Regions from separate parts of the Ovis aries genome. Here region 1 is linked to region 2. Evidence: chromatin contacts called from public Hi-C data. All regions are on one chromosome and are shown on one strand. Each heading gives the region's core, a stretch centred on a gene start, on an enhancer-like site or on the middle of the called end of the contact. The rest is flanking DNA. Distances are from core to core; before and after follow the strand shown. Region 1 has its middle 36 kb from the start of PLIN2. Region 2 holds the start of PLIN2 (perilipin 2).

Region 1 (4,781 bases), core at 142-2,641, 35 kb after region 2:
CTCCGCTGGATCATGGAAAAGCAAGAGAGTTCCAGAAAAACATCTATTTCTGCTTTATTGACTATGCCAAAGCCTTTGACTGTGTGGATCACAATAAACTGTGGAAAATTCTGAAAGAGATGGGAATACCAGACCACCTGACCTGCCTCTGGAGAAATCTGTATGCAGGTCAGGAAGCAACAGTTAGAACCGGACATGGAACAACAGACTGGTTCCAAATAGGAAAAGGAGTACGTCAAGGCTGTATATTGTCACCCTGCTTATTTAACTTGTATGCAGAGTACAACATGAGAAACACTGGACTGGAAGAAACACAAGCTGGAATCAAGATTGCCGGGAGAAATATCAATAACCTCAGATATGCAGATGACACCACCCTTATGGCAGAAAGTGAAGAGGAGCTAAAAAGCCTCTTGATGAAAGTGAAAGAGGAGAGCAAAAATGTTGGCCTAAAGCTCAACATTCAGAAAACGAAGATCATGGCATCTGGTCCCATCACTTCATGGGAAATAGATGGGGAAACAGTGGAAACAGTGTCAGACTTTATTTTTTTGGGCTCCAAAAATCACTGCAGATGGTGATTGCAGCCATGAAATTAAAAGATGCTTACTCCTTGGAAGAAAAGTTATGACCAACCTAGACTGTATATTCAAAAGCGGAGACATTACTTTGCCGACTAAGGTCCGTCTAGTCAAGGCTATGGTTTTTCCTGTGGTCATGTATGGATGTGAGAGTTGGACTGTGAAGAAGGCTGAGCGCCGAAGAATTGATGCGTTTGAATTGTGGTGTTGGAGAAGACTCTTAAGAGTCCCTTGGACTGCAAGGAGATCCAATCAGTCCGTTCTGAAGGAGATCAGCCCTGGGTGTTCTTTGGAGGGAATGATGCTAAAGCTGAAGCTCCAGTACTTTGGCCACCTGATGCGAAGAGTTGACTCATTGGAAAAGACTCTGATGCTGGGAGGGATTGGGAGCAGGAGGAGAAGGGGACGACAGAGGATGAGATGGCTAGATGGCATCACCGACTCGATGGACCTGAGTCTGAGTGAACTCCAGGAGATGGTGATGGACAGGGAGGCCTGGCGTGCTGCGATTCATGGGGTCGCAAAGAGTTCGACACGACTGAGCGACTGAACTGAACTGAACTGAACTGATGCATATGTATGGAATCTGGAAAGACGGTTCAGATGAGCCTGTTTGCAGGGAAGATAGAGACGCAGCAGTAGAGAACAGTCATGTGAACACGGGAGGGAAGAAGATGAGACGAACTGGGAGAGTAGGCCTGACATGTAAACACTGCTATGTATAAAGCAGATAGCTGTTGGGAAGCTTCTGTGTAGCACAGGCAGCATAGCTTGGTGCTCTGTGATGACCTAGACAAGTAGGAGCGGAGGCAGGGAAGGGACGTTTGAGAGAGAAGGGATATGTGTATACGTGTTTCACTTCGCTGTATAGCAGAAACTAACATAACATTGTAAACCAATTATACTCCAATAAAAATAAAAATGAGTTGTGTGTGTTGAAATGTTTGTTAAAATCACAGACTACTGGCTCCTTCTCTAGCAATAATGATTCCTTAATCTTCATGATTCTGATGTAGGTGGCCCTCAGGCCACACTTTGGGAAACAATGGCTTAAACCTGGCCAAGAAAAACTGCCTGAAACTGTGAGGACATGTGGTCTCTTCTGAAATCTAGTGGTTGGTGACTGAATAGTGATAGCTTTGTTTTCCCAATTAGTGGAAATTATCCCTGCTGGAAGGAACTGATTCATTTTGGAAAGACTGTGTTCAGTAATCTTTGAAGCACAGAAACATTTTTTCCATTTTTTGTGTGCAAACAGATTGTTGGCCTTCTTCAGGGACGCGGGCCCAGACAACATCTCGGCAGGCCCTTTCGGATGGCATTTTTTCACAGGTGAAACTAGGTCAAGGAGAAAATTCAGAGCAGTTTGAAGCAGGAGAGAAAAAAAAAATCCAGAAATGCAACATAAAGCTGTGGGCCGCTGGAGACATCCATCTGCTTTGTTTGCCCTGGTGAAGGCCGATGGTGGGTCACATGAATCTCAGGCCTTCCTGTTCTCTGCAGCTGCCTTCTGAGTCACTGCGGGTGACCAGGGAGGGTGCCCTAACTGTCAGGGAATATAAGACCAACCGACTGACTGTATGACTTTTAGGTGAGGCCATTGTGCCAGGCCAATTTTGAAATTAAAGAGCAAATTTAACTGCATCATTGCCTATTCTCATTCAAGAACTTCTTTAGTCTAGATTTGCCTAACTGCAAATCAGCAGAAGGCACAAAAAACAAGCTGGTAAGTAGAATTTGCATCTGGTAAGTGAGAACTGGTTCCAGTCCTATTAGTCACTAAGATCATTTAAGGGTGGAGTTCCCTGGCAGGATAAACATTAAACCAAAAGCAACACTTCCTTATAACAGTTGGTGTTTCCTAAGAAGTCTGTAAAATGAAAACCCAGATGCCTAGGTAGGCAATACTATAGTTAGAAAAGCCACCTTTACTTTTCTCTTTCCTCTGGGCTCTCGCAGAATAGCGTTGAGTATATCATGCGTGCTCAGTCACTCAGTTGTGTTCGACTCTGTGAACCCACGGCTTGTAATCTGTCAGGCTCCTCTGTCCATGGCATTTTCCAGGCAAGAATACTGGAGTGGGTTGCCATTTCCTCCTCCAGGGGATCTTTCTGACCTAAGGACTGAACCGACCTCCCCTGTGGCTCTCCATTGGCAGATGGATTCTTTACCACTTGAGCCACCTGGGAAGCCCTGAGTATATTATACTCATGAATCAAGATTTCTCTATTAATCACATTTACATTGTATGAAAGCCTCCCCCAAACTAACCAAGATATAATACATTTGAGCATGGAGTCCTGTCTCTATCCCTCAACCCAATGCCTGGATGTAAGAGGTGCTTAATAAAGCCCTGACTGTGTGATCAACTTATTAGTTGTACAGCGGAGTCATAATAATTGATTCACTTCTCTGAGCCTCCATTTTCATTTCTGTGATCGGGAAGGAAACCTTCTGTTTACCTCGCACAATTTTTGTGAGGACCAAATAAAATAGTAAGTACTGAAGATTTGCTTTCTTATAGCAGAAAAATGCATTAAATATCTCTGAAATGCTAGATAAGAAACTGTGACTAGTGGTTATCTCTGACTGATGGAACATAGAGACGGGGTCAAGGCTAGGCAAAAGATTTTATTGTCTAGGCAGTACTTTCCATTGCATAAAAACAAGGCATATGTACAAATGATTAGTATGCAATTTAGGCTTTAATAAAATCTTCATGAAAATCCAGAAGCATGCTATTTCATTTACACTCAGATCCATTGTTTTGAATGCAATGCCTTGTAACAGAGTCTGAGAATTTTAAAATTGCACAGTAGAAAGTTGCATATCTTTTAGAGTTACATTTCTCTTTCTTTTGTTTTTCAATTAAAGCATAATTGCTTTACAATATCGTGTTAGTTTCAGATATATAGCAAAGTGATTCAGTTATTCATATACATACTTTTTTTTCAGATTCTTTTCCATTATAGGTTATTATAAGATATTGAATACACTTCCCTGTGCTTTACAATAAATCCTTATAGTGTATTTTATATATAGTGGTATGTATCTGTTAGTCCCATACTCCTAATTTATCCACCCTCCCTTCCCCTTTGGTAACCATAAGTTTGTTTTCTGCATTTGTGGGTCTGTTTCTGTTTTATAAATAAATTCATTTGTATTATTTTTAAGATTCTACATTTAGTAATATCATGTGATATTTTAGTGATATCATATTCTCTTTTTTTGTCTGACTTATTTCACTAAGTCTAATACTCTCTAGCACCATGTTCCTGTAAATGGCAATATTTTACTCTTTTATGGCTGAGTAATATTTCATTGGGATATATATATTAATATATGTATACCATATCTTCTTAAGTCAATAAGCTGCTGATGGGCACTTATTGTAAATAGTGTTGCTTTGAACATTGGGGTGGAGTTACATTTCTTATCTGATGAAAATCAATGTCCTTTAACTTTTCTATACAATAGAACATTAGTTCAAAGACTCTTGAAACAGCAAAATTGAAAGAACAGCATGGAATTTATATACTAGAATCTGATACTGTCAGTACACATAAATCATTGTACTATAAGGAAAGCTGAGCACCGAAGAATTGATGCTTTTGAACTGTGGTGTTGGAGAAGGCTCCTCAGAGTCCCTTGGACTGCAAAGAGATCCAACCAGTCTATCCTAAAGGAAATCAGTCCTGAATGTTCATTGGAAGGACTGATGTTGAAGCTGAAACTCCAATATTTTGGCCATCAGAAAGAGCTAACTCATTTGAAAAGACCCCAGTGCTGGGGAAGATTGAAGGTGAGAGGAGAAGGGGACGACAGAGAATGAGATGGTTGGGTGGCATCACTGACTCAATGGACATGAGTTTGAGTAAACTCTGGGAGTTGGTGATGGACAGGGAAGTCCTGGCATGCTGCAGTCCATGGGGTCACAAAGAGCTGGACTGAACTGAACTGAAGCACTTTTTATCCTGAGAAAGTTTAAACAGAAAATAAGACTATTGTAGTAACTTAATCCAATAGAAAACATACCATAAGTTTATTATGTACCGACAAAATTTGCTTATTTAATATTTTGATATACTTACAACCTCTTTTTTGATTAGACCATTGAAACTGGGGTGAGATCTCTGAAAATTAGAACTGTATCAGAGAATTGCATCTGAAATATACAAATCCTCACCTGGATATTTCAAT
Region 2 (4,503 bases), core at 307-2,806:
GAAACAGTGTGCTAACAGCACCCTGGATCTCCCTAACGAGACCCAGAGTTTAGTCCAAGCTCCCCCACCGACGCCCAACATTTGCAGAGCAGCAGAGTTGGAAAGCTGATTTCCAAAAGGCTCCCCATAATCCTAAAAGTCCATGATGGAATAATTTGAGAGAATGATTTAACCCCTTATTCCAAAGCAGATAATAAATGTGGAGAAACGGAAAATGCCACTCCTAAGTATATATATGAAAGAACATATGTCCACACAAAAACCTGTGTACAAGTGTTTGCATTAGCATTCATTGCTCATGATAGGCAAAAGTTAGAAGCAACCCAAACATCAACTGATGAATGAAAATGATATATCCACACAACAGAATATTAAATTATTCCATATTCAAAAGAAATGAAATACTGAGATGATGCTACAATTTGGATGAAATTTGGAAACATTATGCTAAGTGAAAACTAGCCAGTCACAAAAGACCACATGTTTTATGACTCCATTCATATTACATGTCTAGGATATGCAAATCTATAAAGAGAAAATAGTAGTTGCCTAAGGTTGGGGAAAGGGGGGGCTGTTGGTGGAGTGACTGAGAATAAGGTTTCTCTTTTTTTAAAAAAACATGGTAAAATATGCATAACAAACTTCACCATTTAAACTATTTTTAGGTGTACAATTCACTGGGACTCACAATATTGCTCATTCATAATATTGTGCAACCATTACCACTCTCATTTCCAGGACTTCTTCCTCACCCCAAATAGGGGTTTCTTTCTGGAGAGATGACAGTGTTCTAAAATTGATCATGGTGATGCCTAAACAACACTGTGAATATACTAAAAGCCACTGAATGGTACACTTTAAGTGGGCAATTTGTACACTGATTTATTTTTAAAGCAGTTCATGTATACTGTGCAGTCCCAAAGAAGTCAGTTATTTCAGTTTACTCACTGATTCCCCGTTTGATCTCACTTGCCAACACAGAAACATCTCTGGGGAATTTCTTTTTTAATATCATATTTGCTGTTGCTCTGAAGCAAGCCTTCTATAACAATGAGCATCACCTGGCAGTTCTCAGAAAAGGGAGTATGTGTCTCAGGAAAGGCTGAGGATTCCCTGACTGATGAAAGCTCAGGGCGTAAGGCTAGCCTTCATTATTCAAACCAGCTTTGGGCTCAGTCGCAGTGACTATATGGGACTAAATTTTGAGGCCAAAATGAACACTCACTTTGTGGCTCTAACTTTTGGATGATTGGCAGTGCGCTGGTCACAGCCACAGAAGTGATGGTCTTCATGCCCTTCTCTGCCATCTCACACAGAGACTTCAAGTAAGGATGCTGATCCTTTGTACTGATGTAAGCCGAGGACACCAGATCATACGTGGAGCTCACCAAGGGGAGGTTGGCCACCCTTGTCACCACACTCTGTAACCAAGAGGGAGGGAGGAGTTAATGTCTACAAAACATGGCTGGTGGGGAAAGGAATTAAGAATCGTCCGTCTATTTATAAATCATACCAGCTGTGGTTCATCTGCAACAGATGCCATCTTTCTTGCTGGAGAAGAAGAAATCTGCAGAAGAGAGGCTTATTTCAGAACACTGTGACAAGATTCCCAGATTAATTCTCCAACCCCGGGTTTCAAGTGAGCAAAATTCAAGATACAGTCAGTGGAATCTGAACTGCTCCCACCCTCTGACTCTCAGAGGTCTCCCCTGAGCAAACAAGTCCTGAAAGAAGGCTTCAAAGCTCACGGGTACAATATACCAACTTGAAGTGTTCAATTCAATGCCTTCCCCACCGGGACATTAGAGACACCTTTTGAAGAAAAACATCTATCCACAAAAATGCTAACCAGGTAACATGCATGTAAAAACTAGGGAGATATTTCAAGGAGAAGGTATCTTGGCCAGTCAGGCCGATCAAGATGGAGCACTTTGGGGTGGGGGTGCGGAGAGTCAAACTTTTCTTGTCAAAGAACCGAGACAAGTTCAAGGGACATTGAGGTGCTCCAAGGATCAAGAAACTTTTCAGGGAGTTTTTAAATGTCACTTTAGTGTCCCCAACGGCCCACACCTACACAAAACAGCCTCACTGGTAAGCAGCAGGGCTGGGAAGGCAAGAACCAATCCCTTCGGAGCCATTCTGCGGCCGAGAGTTCCAATTTAACCAGAAATGAGAACCACGCCGAAGGCGGAAATCAGGCGCCAGTTATCAATAGCCCGTCCGCGTACCCCACAAAATTCATCTTTAAGACGATTTTCTCAGGCGTTTCCTTTTAACTAATGTCCTCTGGGGTCGATTGGAAACTGCTAGCCCCAACCCAACCAAGAAGCTACAAACGCACCAGGGAAGCGAGCAGAAAAGCAAGCCTCGATCAAGGAACAAAAGGGAGGGTGGAAACGCAGGGCCCAGACACCGCCCCTCCCCAGCTCGGGTCCCGAAACCGCCGCGAGGCGAGCGTCTGGCCCGAAGCCCGCGTTGGCCGAGCCACAGGGACCGCAGAGGGGCGCGCACCCACCAGCCAGCAGATGCCCAAGGACGGAGGTCCGGCGAGTCTGTGCTGCGTTCACAGCTCACCGACCCGCGCGCCGGAATATATACCCGCCCCGCCCCCGCCCGCCCCCGTGCCACGTGACCCCCGGCCCTCTGCCGGGGCGCAGGGGGCGGCCCTGCCTGGATCAAGAGTGCTAGGGATCCCCGTGCGAAAATGCGGCGGGTGCCCACGCTGGCTTTGTAGTTTCGTAAAAGGAAGTGGGGCCCCGGAGGCTCAGCGGTAAAGAATCCGCCTCTAATTCAGAAGATGAGGGTTCAATCCCTGGGTCGGGAAGATGCCCTGGAGAAGGAAATGGCAACCCACTCCAGTGTTCTTGCCTGGAGAATCCCATGGACAGAGGATCCTGGCGGGCTACAGTCTATGGCACAAAGAGTCGGACACTACTGAACGACTCAGCCACCAAAAGGCAGCAGAGGAGTTGCCGCGAGGGACTCACTGTAACTAACCTGTTAATTTCCACCAGTTCTGGGAATAGAATTGTCTTTAAAAATGGAAACAATGGCGTTTGGACTGCTATTTATAGCAAACAAATAACTTCCAAAGTGTTGTGAAATTCTAAAGGATGACGGACATGTTGAGAGGGCTATTGTGTTGCTCTTTTTACTTTAAAGTCAGTTTCTTCAACATCTGTCTAAAGTTGAATTGGAATTTCCAAAAAGGCCTTGAGAATATACTCTTCCAGCAAGACTAAAACCCAAATCACTGCGGTCTGATAGCTGCCTAAGTTTACTATGCAAATAGCTTTTTGTTTGTTTTTTAATTAAAGGATGATTGCTTTACAATATTGGGCTGGTTTCTGCCCTACATCAACATGAATCGGCCATCAGTTCAGTTCAGTTCAGTCGCTCAGTCGTGTCCGACTCTTTGCGACCCCATGAATCGCAGCACGCCAGGCCTCCCTGTCCATCACCAACTCCCGGAGTTCACTCAGACTCACGTCCATCAAGTCCGTGATGCCATCCAGCCATCCCATCCTCGGTCGTCCCCTTCTCCTCCTGCTCCCAATCCCTCCCAGCATCAGAGGCTTTTCCAATGAGTTAATTCTTCGCATGAGGTGGCCAAAGTACTGGAGTTTCAGCTTTAGCATCATTCCTTCCAAAGAACACCCAGGGCTGATCTCCTTCAGAATGGACTGGTTGGATCTCCTTGCAGTCCAAGGGACTCTCAAGAGTCTTCTGCAACACCACAGTTCAAAACCATCAGTTCTTCAGCGCTTAGCTTTCTTCACAGTCCAACTCTCACAGAATCGGTCATAGGTACACACAAGCCCCCTCCCTCTATGAATGTCAGTCCCCGAAATGGCTTTTTTTTTTTAAGTTGAGAGATAAGGGCTCTTTTTTTTTGTTTTTGCTATTGTTTTTGTTTGGGGGAGTACTTTACCTTTTTTTTTTTTTTTTTAAGAAACAAATCTTCAGCGTCTGAGTCCTGGTGTTTCCTTGTGTAAAAAGGAAGGACTTGAATCATGATGTGAGTGTGCAACTGCCCCAAGCCGGGTAGGGGGTTCTCTGGACCTTTCCCGGAGTGAGTGGGCTGGTTATCTGCTGACATCGCCGGAGGCCTCAGCCTCCCAGCTCTTTCCCAGGGAAGATAAAGGAGAAAGGAGAGGTGGGAGGTGCAAGGGAGAGGTGGGGTCATGTCCTCCACCTCGGCTTCTGGAATCTAGAGCAAGAGGAGGCAGCTGGTGAGTAGGCAGGAGCCTGGAGGCAGGCTGTATTTGTCAAGCTGCACAGTTTGAACTGTGGGAAACACTCAAAGGCATTTACCTTAATTACTTAACTGAGGTTGCAGATACAGAGATACTGTGCATATTTAAAGTTCCAAACCGACCCATGGAAAAAATGTATCCCTTATACAGGACTGTAGACATCTAGAGGCCCCCAGCAAGAAAAACTAAATATTGTGTCTTCTTTCCCCTCCTACACACACTAGGTCATTCAAAACAAAATACACTA

Evidence for each region. A called contact is a pair of places that touch in the nucleus more often than the background predicts.
Region 1: a Hi-C map of retroperitoneal adipose tissue shows a contact between it and region 2, with 2.2 times the contacts expected there. The contact joins the enhancer-like site here to the promoter of PLIN2 in region 2. A contact is called at or near these places in 10 of 16 Hi-C or Micro-C datasets (hypothalamus, liver, mesenteric adipose tissue and 6 more).

What each region holds. Positions count from the first base shown.
Region 1 is chr2:87,737,905-87,742,685 of ARS-UI_Ramb_v3.0, forward strand. No RefSeq gene overlaps it. Among named protein-coding and RNA genes, the nearest start is that of PLIN2, 36 kb to the left of the region's middle. Within about 2 kb of position 1,392, at least 16 of the 54 cell types and tissues checked have an H3K27ac peak or open chromatin away from gene starts, as enhancers often do. A contact at or near this core is called in tail adipose tissue, where this site is marked.
Region 2 is chr2:87,703,110-87,707,612 of ARS-UI_Ramb_v3.0, forward strand. PLIN2 (perilipin 2) reads right to left here and starts at 1,557. Exons shown (of 7, transcript NM_001104932.1): 1 at 1,514-1,557; 2 at 1,226-1,421. The coding sequence starts at 1,543.